Regions from separate parts of the Mus musculus genome. Here all the other regions are linked to region 2. Evidence: chromatin contacts called from public HiChIP or PLAC-seq and Micro-C data. All regions are on one chromosome and are shown on one strand. Each heading gives the region's core, a stretch centred on a gene start, on an enhancer-like site or on the middle of the called end of the contact. The rest is flanking DNA. Distances are from core to core; before and after follow the strand shown.

What was found. Hi-C and Micro-C count contacts between places; a contact is called where the count stands out from the background. HiChIP or PLAC-seq counts read pairs in DNA pulled down with a chosen protein or histone mark.
Region 1: a Micro-C map of embryonic stem cells shows a contact between it and region 2, with 4 times the contacts expected there. The contact joins the promoter of Tmem131l here to the promoter of Sfrp2 in region 2. A contact is called at or near these places in 3 of 39 promoter capture datasets (embryonic stem cells and stem cell-derived epiblast-like cells) and 3 of 484 Hi-C or Micro-C datasets (all in embryonic stem cells).
Region 3: an H3K27ac HiChIP or PLAC-seq map of vascular smooth muscle cells shows a contact between it and region 2, with 9 times the contacts expected there. The contact joins the enhancer-like site here to the promoter of Sfrp2 in region 2. A contact is called at or near these places in 2 of 39 promoter capture datasets (embryonic stem cells and hippocampal neurons), 5 of 484 Hi-C or Micro-C datasets (the C2C12 cell line, adipose-derived mesenchymal stem cells, myocytes and 2 more), 9 of 115 datasets of contacts at active chromatin or transcription factors (astrocytes, craniofacial prominence, embryonic fibroblasts and 6 more) and 1 of 9 other capture datasets (embryonic stem cells).
Region 4: a contact with region 2 is called in an H3K27ac HiChIP or PLAC-seq map of embryonic stem cells, with 2.8 times the contacts expected there. The contact joins the enhancer-like site here to the promoter of Sfrp2 in region 2. A contact is called at or near these places in 1 of 39 promoter capture datasets (the C10 cell line), 1 of 484 Hi-C or Micro-C datasets (embryonic stem cells), 2 of 115 datasets of contacts at active chromatin or transcription factors (bone marrow-derived macrophages and embryonic stem cells) and 1 of 9 other capture datasets (liver).

The regions. Positions count from the first base shown.
Region 1 is chr3:84,038,534-84,041,637 of GRCm38.p6, forward strand. Tmem131l (transmembrane 131 like) reads right to left here and starts at 1,628. Exons shown (of 35, transcript NM_172681.4): 1 at 1,444-1,628; 2 at 782-852. The coding sequence starts at 1,567. It overlaps Gm30352 (a long non-coding RNA gene), which reads left to right and starts at 1,688. Exons shown (of 4, transcript XR_867387.3): 1 at 1,688-2,378.
Region 2 is chr3:83,764,762-83,768,004 of GRCm38.p6, forward strand. It overlaps Sfrp2 (secreted frizzled-related protein 2), which reads left to right and starts at 1,560. Exons shown (of 3, transcript NM_009144.2): 1 at 1,560-2,282. The coding sequence starts at 1,781.
Region 3 is chr3:83,443,941-83,447,378 of GRCm38.p6, forward strand. No RefSeq gene overlaps it. Among named protein-coding and RNA genes, the nearest start is that of 1700028M03Rik, 130 kb to the right of the region's middle. Within about 2 kb of position 1,876, at least 63 of the 459 cell types and tissues checked have an H3K27ac peak or open chromatin away from gene starts, as enhancers often do. A contact at or near this core is called in the C2C12 cell line, adipose-derived mesenchymal stem cells, heart atrium and 3 more, where this site is marked.
Region 4 is chr3:84,179,766-84,182,880 of GRCm38.p6, forward strand. All of the region lies in intron 6 of Trim2 (tripartite motif-containing 2), which reads right to left. Among named protein-coding and RNA genes, the nearest start is that of Mnd1, 26 kb to the left of the region's middle. Within about 2 kb of position 1,551, at least 22 of the 459 cell types and tissues checked have an H3K27ac peak or open chromatin away from gene starts, as enhancers often do. A contact at or near this core is called in embryonic stem cells, where this site is marked.

The DNA of each region.
Region 1 (3,104 bases), core at 378-2,877, 270 kb after region 2:
GAAAACAGTCATCAAGATTATGTTTTCAAAATTATGTGTAAGTGGGTACCTTTTGCAAGTCAGTGAGAATTTCTTGCATAACTGAAACATGCAATTCAAGACAAAAGCTTTGCAGTACCACATCCGTTGCAGCCTGAAGCCCTCTATGCTACAGATTCCCAATAAAACGTTAGCAATTATTTTTCCACATGTAATCATTATATCATCGTAGGGGGGTGAAAAAACCTGAAATTCAGGTTCTTAAGTGGGTGTGTTCTAACAGGAATTAAAGACATTTGGAGAAATTCCAAGATTATACTCCTTTAAAGTCACTTCTTCATCCCAAAGCTACTTAGGCTAATGGCAAAGTACCACTCACTAACATTTATGAAATCAATATTCCCATTGTGTTCAACCCTCCAGCCACTTGCCATCCACACCACACCCGCCTGCTTAGAGACAGCCGTGGAGACCCAGAAGCGAGTCCTCCGCCCACCCTGGCCCACTAACGAGCCAAGGAAGTCGCCACTAGCCAGGCGCAAGGCTGTGAGACACACAACCCTGCTGAGGTGGCCTGGACACCCACCTTCTGAACTTGGGGCGGCCCTGACTCACACCCTGTCACATGGCGCGGGAGCCAGGCTGAAGAGCCACCGTTGCCAGGTGTTCAGGCTCGGCACGACCGTTTATTTGCCTTGCAAAGTGACCCGAGCGCTCCTGTGCCATTGGGGGGAAGGCCGGCAACCTCCAGGCCTCTCCTCCCTCACACGCCCACACCCGCCCTGTCACCGGTCCTCCTCACCTGAGTGGGCAGCAGGAGTTCCCCTTCTTCTGCCTGCCACAGCTCCACCACGTTCGGCAAGGGCTCAAACGCTGCACGGACACCAAAAAAACACACCGCGTTTGTAATGCACGGCAAAGAAACGCTTCCTGTTTCCTCGCCCGTCCCCTCGTGCCAACCGCCTGCCCCCAAACAAGTCTCCTTCTCCCCTCGCAGGGCAGGCCACCCGAGGGGTGAGCCGAGGATGCAAATACAATGCCCAGCCGGACCCCGGGGTCCAGAAGATGAGGGCGTGCGGGCTTGGTCAAGACCAGGGCATGAGGCCGCCGCACCAAGCACGGCGCGACCCCCAAGCCACCGGGCTGGGGGAAACAAAGCTGCAGGAAGCCGGGCGCGGCGAGGCACCCGCGCGCCACACAAAGCGGGGGATGCGCCCGGGGCGCAGGGGCCCGCGCACAAAGGCTCCGGGGCGTGCGCGGCTAGCGGTCCCTGAGCCCCACGCTGCCCGCTCCTGGCCCGGCCTAGAGTCGCCGAGGGGACGCTGCGGTCGCAGGGCTGCAGCAGCCCGTCTTCCCCAGCCGCCCGAGTCCCCTTCCTCCGCGAACCCTCACAGATTTCAACAGTTCCCTAAAAGAAAGGGGGGGCGGGGCGGCGGGGACAGCCAGCCCCGACGACGGGCTGACCTTGTCCCTGAGCCCCTCCCGGACGGCAGCAGGACAGCAGGACCTGGAAGACGCCCAGCAGAAGGTTCACGGCAGCGGCCGTGCGGCGGTAGGCGCCGGACTGCGGGCGCCGGAGCCCCGCCATGCTGGTGCTCGCCGCGCTCGCTCGCAGCGATCTTGTTCTCTTGTTTGGTGGCGCCGCGGCCGCCAGGCCGCGCCCCGGGCCCGCCCCCGCGCCCTGGCCCCGCCCCGCCTCCGGGCCCGCCCCCCGCTGTTGGGCCCGCCCCCGCAGCTGTTGGACTGCTGCTCAGCGCCGGCGCGCCGCTTGCTCCCGAGCGCGTGTGCTCCGCAGATAGAAGGGGATGGAACGCGGCGGGGAGCGGAGGGACGAAGACAATGCGAACGCTCACAGCGCGCAGCACGTGCCCGAGGGCCCCCAGAAGCTTGACTCTGGGGGCTGGGGCTCGCGGCCCACGGGGAGAGGGTGTTGTCGTGAACTTTCATGAGGTTCTCTTTGTCGATGACACCCGGGCCACGGTGGGGGCACTAACCCCCCGGGGGGAGGGGTCCTGGGAATGAATCGTAGCCCAGCGCTTGGCCTTGAACAGGATATTAGTGGAAATATTGCTGTGGTTGTCAGGAAACGCGAGTGCAGCCGCACAGCTACTGCCTGTTATGCAGCGAGGATATCCGGTGGCTGCGAGGTCTGTAATTTAGAATAAAAAGCTCTCCCAACACCCGAGAGGCTGACCTCAGCGCCGCGTGGCGGTAATGCGCTCAGCGCCCTCTGTGGAGACGGTCCAAATCCTGACAGGTGGGAGAGCTTAGGTTAGACCTTCAAGAGCCCTGCAGATGGACCTGCAGAATCAGACTGCAAAAGTGAGCCAGCCACTTGCTAAACGTAGTTGAAGTGGAGGGCACAGATCGCCTGCCAGTTAACAATATTAATAAGTAGTGTAAGTCATACTTGGAAATTTATTTTCTGCCTCTGTTTTTTTTTTTTTTAAGTTGATTTGCTGTGTGCAGCAAACGTAGCTCGTATGAAACTCAGAGACTGTGAGCTTCAGGAAGTGATGGTGTACACCTGTCTGCTTACATTGATCTTCTGTTTAATTGCTTCTGGAGCCTTCCAGTCTAGACTATGGGAAAAAATGTAGTCTCATAGCAGGTCAGATGTTGGTCAAGGACAATATGAATGATGGATGCTCTCTTCATAATACCATACTGTGAACCTAATCTCTTTGTCTGGATGTAACTCTAAATGAGGTTAAACCACCTGATTTCTTTGCCATACTTAACACTTGATAAAAGCAAATGTCCACATGGAAATGTCATTTTGCTTTGTCCAACTTGAGCAGCTCCAATTATTTCTTACTCCCCCCCCCCCCAGATTGCTTGGGTGCATCCCTGGCAAGGATGTCCTGTCCTATCCCATTGGACCCTTTTTTTCCTCTTCATTTCACTTCTCTGGGTTTCTATTTGCCCCTCGGATACTGAAATTCCCTCACTGCATTCAAGGGTCTCAGAAAATCGATGGTATGTCCCGGCTATCGCATGCAAAGCTCTTGGTTCAGGTCACAGTACCACAAAACCAACACATGTTTCAGCCCACACTAGGTGTTTCAGTTTTTACTATTTATTATGTAAATATTAAATGTTAATTTTAATGTTAATTAATTTTA
Region 2 (3,243 bases), core at 310-2,809:
AGTCTAAGCCTCTGGCTGCTTCAGCTAGACACGGGAAGGTCTAGAGCCAATTGGATGGAAACGGCTCCACTCAGGCAGGCCTTCAGCAGAGCAGGAAAGATGGAGCTGGACTTTTAAAGACTCCCATTGCGGGCTCCCTCTGGGTGTTTACCTGCTTCGACTATGGCCAGAAGTGGGTAGGAAATAGCATTTTATCGTCCTCTCGTCACTCCTTAAACTCTCATAAACTGCGGGACCACAAAATGTGCTGACCCCCTAAATCCTGAGCTCACCATCCAGATGGATGGAAAATGTAAATCAGGCAGCAAACATCCAACCCAGCTGTTAAATCCAGGAAGCAGCAACAATGTGTCCACCTTACACTTGAAAGAGGATTGTTGGGGGGGGGGGGGGCAAAGAGGGGAAGTCACTACCCAGGACTTGCAAGGTCCCACTTAAAGAGAGGCTGACTCTTAAGACAAGGGAAGGTTTGGGGAAGAGACACCCCCCCCCTTAACCCACCCCCTGCGCACGTCCAAACTGTCTCTCTGTACTCCTTTCCCCGCCTGGCACCTTACAATCCACTTACCCTAACATTAGGTTCCCTGTTCTACAGAGCAGAGGATGGCCCGATGGGTGACCAGGATGGCGTGACCAGGATGGGTGACCAGGATGGCGTCCCTGGTTGTTAGGGGATGAATGGGCCAACTATGCTGAGGACATGACTAACTCTTGTGACCACAGAGGTCTCTGCCCGTTCCTGCCCACCTTCTGACCTTGGTACTCATAAGCCCCATTTATTGCTTTGGTGGCCTATACTGAGGTAATCCTGAACCCCTATGTATTAGAGCCCGTGCAGCCTTCAAGCATAGACATCTCTTCAGAGGTCAAATTTTCTCCTCCAAAGAGGAGAAATGGCGGGCAAATTCGTGATGCCTCTGACAAGTCCTCCACAGTGACAAAATCCTATAGACACCCCAGCAAAATAGCAACTCCGTGCATGGCTGCAATTCCATTTTATAAGTCAGAATGTGTCGTGAGGCTGTGGAATCACATTGCTCAAGCCAGTCTGCTCAACTTGGGCTGGAGAACCGGGAGGAAAAAGCCCAGGCCACAAAGAGTCTAGTACTGCTGGTTTATGGTTACTCGGGGACAGGGACGCAGTGCTGAGACTTAAAGGCTGCTGCACATCGATACGGGCGCAGGCCACGCGGGGCGTGAAACGCGTTCCAGCCCTGATCCGACTGCAAGGCAGCTAGCCCGGCTCCACGCGTGTCCTCGACTTTCGTTGCCTCCTCCTCGCTCTCCCCTCGCTCTCCCTGGGACAGGGTGGCCCGCGCTTGTCTGCTTGCAAGGCAATCACCAGAGCGCGCGCGCAGGGGCTGCTGCCTCGGGGTGGGGGCGCAGCCCGAATTTCCTGCCAGCGAGCGCGTGAGGGGCATTCTCAACGCAGCCAGCCCCAGAAAGTAGTGACCGGCCTCCTCGGATTACTCCGGTTTGGCTCCTCCCTTGCTCCCCCTCCTCCACCTCCAGATTTGCATAAAAAAGGCCAAGAAAACTCTGGCTGGGCCCCAGCCTCTGCTCACTCTGCTCCCCCGGGTCGGAGCCCCCCGGAGCTGCGCGCGGGCTTGCAGTGCCTTGCCCGCGCCGACCTCCCGGCGCCCGGCTTCGCGCGTTCGCGCCGCCCGCTGTCCAGAGCCCCCACGAGCAGAGCGAGGGAGTCCCGGACGAGCTCGAGCTCCGGCCGCCTCTCGCTTCCCCCGCTCGGCTCCCTCCGCCCCCCGGGGGTCGCTAGTCCACGATGCCGCGGGGCCCTGCCTCGCTGCTGCTGCTAGTCCTCGCCTCGCACTGCTGCCTGGGCTCGGCGCGTGGGCTCTTCCTCTTCGGCCAGCCCGACTTCTCCTACAAGCGCAGCAACTGCAAGCCCATCCCCGCCAACCTGCAGCTGTGCCACGGCATCGAGTACCAGAACATGCGGCTGCCCAACCTGCTGGGCCACGAGACCATGAAGGAGGTGCTGGAGCAGGCGGGCGCCTGGATTCCGCTGGTCATGAAGCAGTGCCACCCGGACACCAAGAAGTTCCTGTGCTCGCTCTTCGCCCCTGTCTGTCTCGACGACCTAGATGAGACCATCCAGCCGTGTCACTCGCTCTGCGTGCAGGTGAAGGACCGCTGCGCCCCGGTCATGTCCGCCTTCGGCTTCCCCTGGCCAGACATGCTGGAGTGCGACCGTTTCCCGCAGGACAACGACCTCTGCATCCCCCTCGCTAGTAGCGACCACCTCCTGCCGGCCACAGAGGAAGGTAAGCCTTCCCTATTCGATCCACCCACTCCCAAGAAGCCTGAGGTGCTAGGACCTGGGGAGTGGGGTGGGTGGGGTGGGGGACACCCCGCAGCCACCACTCCACATCCTAGTTTGTCCAGGCTGGAGGTCCCAACCTTGGATATGGCAGCTCTCCTTGCCCTAATCTGTTGCCATACGGAGTTAGAGATATCCACCCATGCGCCAAGATTCCTCCTTGGTTCTAACAGTTCCTCTTAGGTAGTTAAGAAAGCCAAACAAAAGTGGCAAGCCTTTTTTTAAGATTCTTGCTCTGCGTCCCCGCTTCTGAAAGCATTTACCATGATTGGGTCCTAGTGATGAGCACCCAGGCTCAGCCTCTCTCTGCACGTTCTTGTCCCACTGGATAAAAACAAACGATACACGTTGATCACCTTTTGAGATTGTTTTTTTGTCCTTCGCCAATGTAGGTTTGGAGATAAAAAAACGAAGACTGTCTGGGAGCGAGTGGAACCCTGACTATTGGTTTTAACTCCCCAGGTGTTTGGGGGAGAGAGGCTAAAGGCAATCAACAGGACTCATCTCTCTGTCACTATCTGCTTTTATCTTAGGAGTGGTTTTAATTAGCTGGGGAAAAAATCATGCAGAAGAGTTCCCTCAAGTTTTTAGAAAACAGAGGGAAGTTCATAGGCAAAAACCATCAAAGCAATGAAAACCTCATGCACTCTTGATACTTTTCCTGAAAGGAAAAAGTATACAATGTGTCTGAGCTGATTTGGGCCCCGGAGATAGAAAAGGGGGCTTCCTTACCCCTCTCTGGCTGCAGCCGCATCTCCCTTTCAATCGCTAATTTTTTTCCTGCAGACATCATTAGTTAAAGAAAATACAAAGTTGTTTAGCAATCTTTCCTGGCAGGCACCATGAGTCTGCAATCATCTTATTGGTTAGGTTTCTAATTTATTGCAAATGTTTGGCATTTTTCA
Region 3 (3,438 bases), core at 626-3,125, 320 kb before region 2:
TCCATTCCTCTGTTGAGGGGCATCTGGGTTCTTTCCAGCTTCTGGCTATTATAAACAAGGCTGCTATGAACATAGTGGAGCATGTGTTCTTCTTACCGGTTGGGACATCTTCTGGATATATGCCCAGGAGAGGTATTGCGGGATCCTCTGGTAGTACTATGTCCAATTTTCTGAGGAACCACCAGACTGATTTCCAGAGTGGTTGTACAAGCTTGCAATCCCACCAACAATGGAGGAGTGTTCCCCTTTCTCCACATCCTTGCCAGCATCTGCTGTCACCTGAGTTTTTGATCTTAGCCATTCTGACTAGAGTGAAGTGGAATCTCAGTGTTGTTTTGATTTGCATTTCCCTGATGATTAAGGATGTTGAACATTTTTTCAGGTGCTTCTCTGCTATTCGGTATTCCTCAGGTGAGAATTCTTTGTTCAGCTCTGAGCCCCATTTTTTAATGGGGTTATTTGATTTTCTGAAGTCCACCTTCTTGAGTTCTTTATATATATTGGATATTAGTCCCCTGTCCAATTTGGGATAGGTAAAGATCCTTTCCCAATCTGTTGGTGGCCTTTTTGTCTTATTGACGGTGTCTTTTGCTTTGCAGAAGCTTTGCAATTTTATGAGGTCCCATTTATCGATTCTTGATTTTACAGCACAAGCCATTGCTGTTCTATTCAGGAATTTTCCCCCTGTGCCCATCTCTTCGAGGCTTTTCCCTACTTTCTCCTCTATAAGTTTCAGTGTCTCTGGTTTTATGTGGAGTTCCTTGATCCACTTAGATTTGACCTTAGTACAATGAGATAGAAATGGATCAATTCGCATTCTTCTACATGATAACCACCAGTTATGTTGTGAGTCACGTCAGGGTGGCTTTGAGTTTCAAAAATTCACCTTGTAGAGCAGTGCATGTGGAAGCCTTTGGTACCATCAGTGAACTCCAACACACTAGTGACAGAAAAGAGAGCCATGGTAATAAGAGGTGGGAATCCACCTTCCCACTAATGAAGCAGTCATTTCTTGCTCCCTCTCAATTGTCCCCTACCAGTCAGATGAGACATTGGTTTTCTTTCATACCCACTTGGGACATAATTATATGGTACTGTCAATTTTCCAGAACTTTCTAAGGCACCCTGTTTTCTGCTTTTCCTCTGCTTGGCATGCTGAGAAACACGTCCCCATGTGCTATGTCTATACTGGTCACATTTCTTGTCACTGGGACAAAATACCTAAAACATTGGCTCATGTTCTAAGAGGATACATTGCATCCTGGCAGAGGAGGTAGGATGTAGTTCAAAGTGACCAAGGCTTGTCACCAGGCCTCCTCACAACTTAGTGGTCCAAAAGAAAAATAGGGCTAGCTTGTCTGAAAGCTGATGTATGTTACCCATACTATATGTTACCCATAAGGTTTGCCCCACTACCACCAGATAGATCCCATGTCCTGAAGACCCAGGCCCTTTCAGAATCGTATCACAAGCTTGTTAAGAACAGTTCACATTCAACACATAGCACTGGCATGATATAAAACACTGTAACATCCACTTTAATATATGCGCTTGTGTATTAGTTTCAACTTCAAAAATGTTCCTCCCTCTCCTATTCCTGTGCCTCTCGGTGTGGTCTCTTTTCTCTGCAGCTTCAAGCTCCATCTGCTATGCCCACTTCTAATCTAATGCTTCCAATAAATTCTTCTCTATTGCTAAACCACAGATGAAGCCTTATTCTCTCCTGATTTCTATCCAGTCTCCAATTCCTCCTCTGAATGGGCATCTCTAGAACCTGTTGCTCTTTATACTGTCATTTTCTTCACTGGCCTGCAATTTCTGTAGTACTATGTGGCTTCACTTGCCTAGTTCCCTGACTCATTCACTCTGTGCCTTCATCGCTTCCTATTCGTCTGGCTCTATAGAAAAGGGTGCCCACTTAATGCAGCACTGATGGTGTCTGTCTTTGTACCCCCACTCTTTTCCCCCACATCTCATTCATTCCTGTGATGTTGGACTTCCATACTTGAATTCTAGATACGTGTTGTCAGCTAGACTTGGTCTTGGCAGCGTGTTCTTGGATCATATCTGTTGACACCTAAACCATGTATTTATCATCTTTGCAGAATGATGTACAGATAATGTTTTTGTGCTTACATATTTTCCGTTTTAAGTTACCCAACTGCAGGGGCCATGTATACTTCTTACATTTTAGAAGTGACACTTGTGGCAGCTTTAATGGTGTGTCTCTTCCTCCTTTGACTCACACAAGACATCTAAAGGGCCCGTTTCCTGGCTTTGCTCCCAAGGTTTGCAGTGCCTCCCTGCAGTGCATGAGTCAGCGGCCACAAGTTTGCATTTTGGAAATAGTTTTGGCAGCTGGTAGAATTATCCTGAGGTAGTTGAGGCTGTTATCTCTAAGTGGAGAGAAAGAGTAATCTGAGGGTGAGGTCAGGCAGCATGGAGTCTGTGGAGGGCTAGCAATTAAGCTAAACAACAGCAGCCTGGGAAAGGTTAGAAACCAACATTCTGCTGAAACTGAATGTGAAATGGAGCCAGAAAATTCCTGGGAAACCGCATAAGCCAAGATTCACATTTCATAGATAAGGAGCCCGGAAAGGTTGTTATGAAGTCCAACGTTACATGAATAAGTCAAAGGCAGCGCCAAAGCAACCCTCCTCTGCGCCAATTCCAAGGGCAAGGGCAGGCTCTGTACTGCCCCAGATGCTTAGCAGTGTCTGCACAGGACCAGCATGTTGGTCTTCTCTGCTGGTGTTTTTGACAACACCAAGTCCTTAAAATCACTACTAACCAAAAAAGTAGCAACAAATACTTTAAACACCAACAATGGCAGCAACTTCCAAGGAGCCCAGGGTCTGGTGTCTACGTAGACTGTGTCTTCAACCAGAAGTCTTGGCATTCTAGTTGAAGGACAACCATGTTTAAACCATCTCCTCAGCTTCATAGTCCTGTGACCATTTCCATTATTTCTCTACAGAAGTGTACTTTCAAGGCTATGATTCATGATCCAGTGTTGCCACTGCCTAGAGATATTCTATCTTAGTCCATTGGGATGATTTTGATGAAATACTCTGTGTTGCATAGATGAAGAGAACAGAAACTATTTATTACACTTCTGGAAGTAGAGCAAGACTTAAGGCACCCAAATTAAGTCTTGTGAGAGCAGTTTTCTGTTTCATAAATGATGTCAGTTAACTGTGTTCTCATGTGACAGAACAAAGTATAAATATCACTGAACCTCTCCTTTATTTCACCCCCATTTCTTTCTTGAGATAGTTTTGCTATGTAGGTTAGGTTGGCTTTGAACTCATAATCCCTCTGCCTTGGTCTCCTGAATTCCTAGGTATAGGTCCATGTCATTGCACTTGCTTAGTTCTCATGTTCAAGATCACTAACATCATTCTCAACAATAGCGCTTTTATCTTAATTACCTCCCAA
Region 4 (3,115 bases), core at 301-2,800, 410 kb after region 2:
GTTTGGGGTCTCTACTGCTGATGTCTGAATAACTGGACACAGGAAGAGCAAAACTGAGGACCAGGAAAAGAAAGGATTCTACATTGTTCATTTTACAAACATCTTTTTTACAGGTGGTAAGGCCAGAGCTTCTAAGAAAATAAAAAAACCAAAACCCCTGGCTTTTCAAAAATACACCTGTAATCCAATCACACCAGAGAGGGGGGTGAAGAAGGGGAATGGCTTGGGACAAATAGTCCCTGTCTGAAAATAAATAAATAAAACTTAAAAATGATAAACAAAAGTATGACATTATCAGAAGGAGGTAGCAGGACCAACTTGAAAGCAAGAGTCTTAGGGCCCATGGCTGAGATGTCTCAGCAGAACATCAGGTCAATCCCACCAGCCTGGCAACTGTGATTCAACCCCTGCGAGCACATAAAGGTGAAAGAGAGAATGCATGCACGCATGCACACACGCATGTACGCACTCACATGCGTGTTTTCCTACACACACACAATAGCATGTGTCACCACACACACTAATAATAAATACATTTTTTTTAAAAGAGCAAGAACCTTATAAAAACTGGGGTTGGAACAGAAACCAAAGAAATGACCTTAAAGAAACCCCAGTGATGTAGATCTTGTTGTGTTTCAGACCCCAGGACAAAAGCTAAGGTGCATATTTAGCGTACCAATGTGGACCTGGCCTCCAGGTTCCCCCAGCATCCCTCAGTCTCTGTTACAGTGCATACCCCGCCCTCTACCCTGAATTTTCCAGCCAAGAGGCTGGGCTGCCCCACCCCCAGAAGCTCCTCCCTATATAATCCAGACATTTAGGTCTCTCTTCTCTCTTCTGTCTCTCATAGAGTGCTCTCTCTCTTTCTCTTCCCCTTCCCCTGTGTCTCCCTCCTCATGGCAATTTTCCTGGCCTCCTTCTTGGGACCAGTGAATGTGCCTGTGAGTGGGCTTCCCAATAAACCTGCCTTTAGATACTTTAATCAGGTTTGGATTGGCTCATTTCACTGGCAAAGAAATAACTTATCAGATCCTTGCATCTGTGAAACTGGCACTGTCCCGATAGTCATAGGGTGGCTGCTGACAAACAGCAGAGGAAAGGCAGCTGGGAGACACCTGAGGAGAGCAAAGGAACACTGATCTGCTGTCCTTGAGGGACAGGCAGGGACAGACATTGCCTGTGGTTCTTCTTCATTTAACCTTTGGCTAAGGACAAAGGCCATTGTGTCTCTAGAAAACTCAGTGTGAAACAGGATATAGAAAAAGAAATGGTATTAGCAAAAAGATTCCATTTGCTTTCTAGAATATACAGCTGGTGCTGGAAGAAAGAAAATAGAGGCGCCCAAAACACCAACATGTTTTTGTACCATACAGAAATAAGGCCACGAGTCTGAGCATCAGCAGAAATGGCAAAGAACCGCACTGGGGCAGGAAGACATTCAGTCAAACTCTACGTTAATCCGATCAGAATCCAGGGCAGGAAGTTCTTTGCTTTTGCAATGAATGAGGGCGTTCTTGGAAGCTGCCAACATTGGGTCACCAGAGCAGTGGGACAAAGCTCACTGCTGAAAGAGGTTCTGCTGTGCATCTGGCCATCGAGGTGCCATCAGCCTCTATCTGTTGGCCCATTTGTAAATAAGACCTCAGGATGGGAGGGACATCAGTCAGCCACACTGCCCGGTTTTAAAACAGGCTAGATAAAACAGGCATAGCTCAGCAAGGCCACTCAGCAGGTAAAAAAACAAAAAAACAAAAAACCTTTACCATTCAAGTACTTGCAAGCTTGAGTTCCTGTCCCAAATCCCCCATAGAGGAAAGAGAACTGTCTCCCAAAGTTGTCCCTGACATTCACATGAACGCCTGCACTCACACAGACACAAATAACACACACGCGCGCACACACACACACACACACACACACCACAGACACACACCACCAAAGACAACAAACTGCCAATTAGTAGTGAAATCTCCTTCGCCACCTACCTCCTCCTCCTCTCCCAACCCTCTCTCTCTTTTCAAGAGCTAAAGACCACACCTCCCCTTGTGCATGCCTGCACTGGACCAGGCCCTCATTCCTAGGAGCACCTTTTGTCTTGTCAGAGATTCCCACTGTTTCTTTCTCCTGAACCCTGTTTGCATCCGTTTATCTTGAAAGACAATTGATGCTAATGACTTTTTCCTGGCAATTGAAATAGATGCTGCTTAACACCGCAAGACAATGTGGATAGAGACAATGTGGATAGACCGTTCAAGTGTTTGTAAGGCAGCTTATCATGAAAATGAAGTAGGGATCCTAGAAGTTGGAAGTTATTTGGGCCCAAGCTTTACCTTCCCAGCTCCTTAGGAAATCTATTTGGTCTACAGACAAGTCTCTCCTGTCTCTACAGTATTCTAAGTGAGTGGTGAGGCTGGAGATGTGTCTTGGCCTTAGAGCACTTTCCTAGCTTGTCCAAGACCTCGGGTTCAATCCTTAGCTACACAGCTTGTATACACACACGTGCAAGCATATATATGTACACAGAATATTGAAAAGTTGTAATGAAGATAAAGTCTTACATAACACTTATGTAAAACAATACATATATTAACAGTACTTATCAAATCACTTCCTATTTTCATCTAAAAGATCCATTTCACAATTACTTGTGTTGGCTACTAACTGATTGACAGAATTTAAGGGAGCTATAAGTATTAGTAATAATTTCTAATGGTAATTAAACTATTAGAATGGTAGTGGAGGTGCACTCATTTAATCCCAGCACTCAGAAGACCCAGGCAGGCAAATCTCTGAGTTGGAGGCCAGCCTGGTCTACAGAGGGAGTTCCAGGATAGCCAGGGTTACAGAGTAGTAACTCTTGTCTTGAAAAGAAAAAAAAGAAAAAAAAAAGAAAAGAAAAGAAAAACAGAAAAAGACAGAAAGGAAGAGAGAGAGAGAGAGAGAGAGAGAGAAGGGAGGGGAGAGGGGAGGGGAGAGAGGAGGGGAGGGAGAGAGGAGGGGAGGGGAGGAAGGGAAAAGGGAAGGGAAGGGAAAGAAGAAAGGAAAGGAAAGAAAAGGAAAGGAAAGGAAAGGAAAGGAAAGGAAAGGAAAGGAAAGGAAAGGAAAGGAAAGGAAA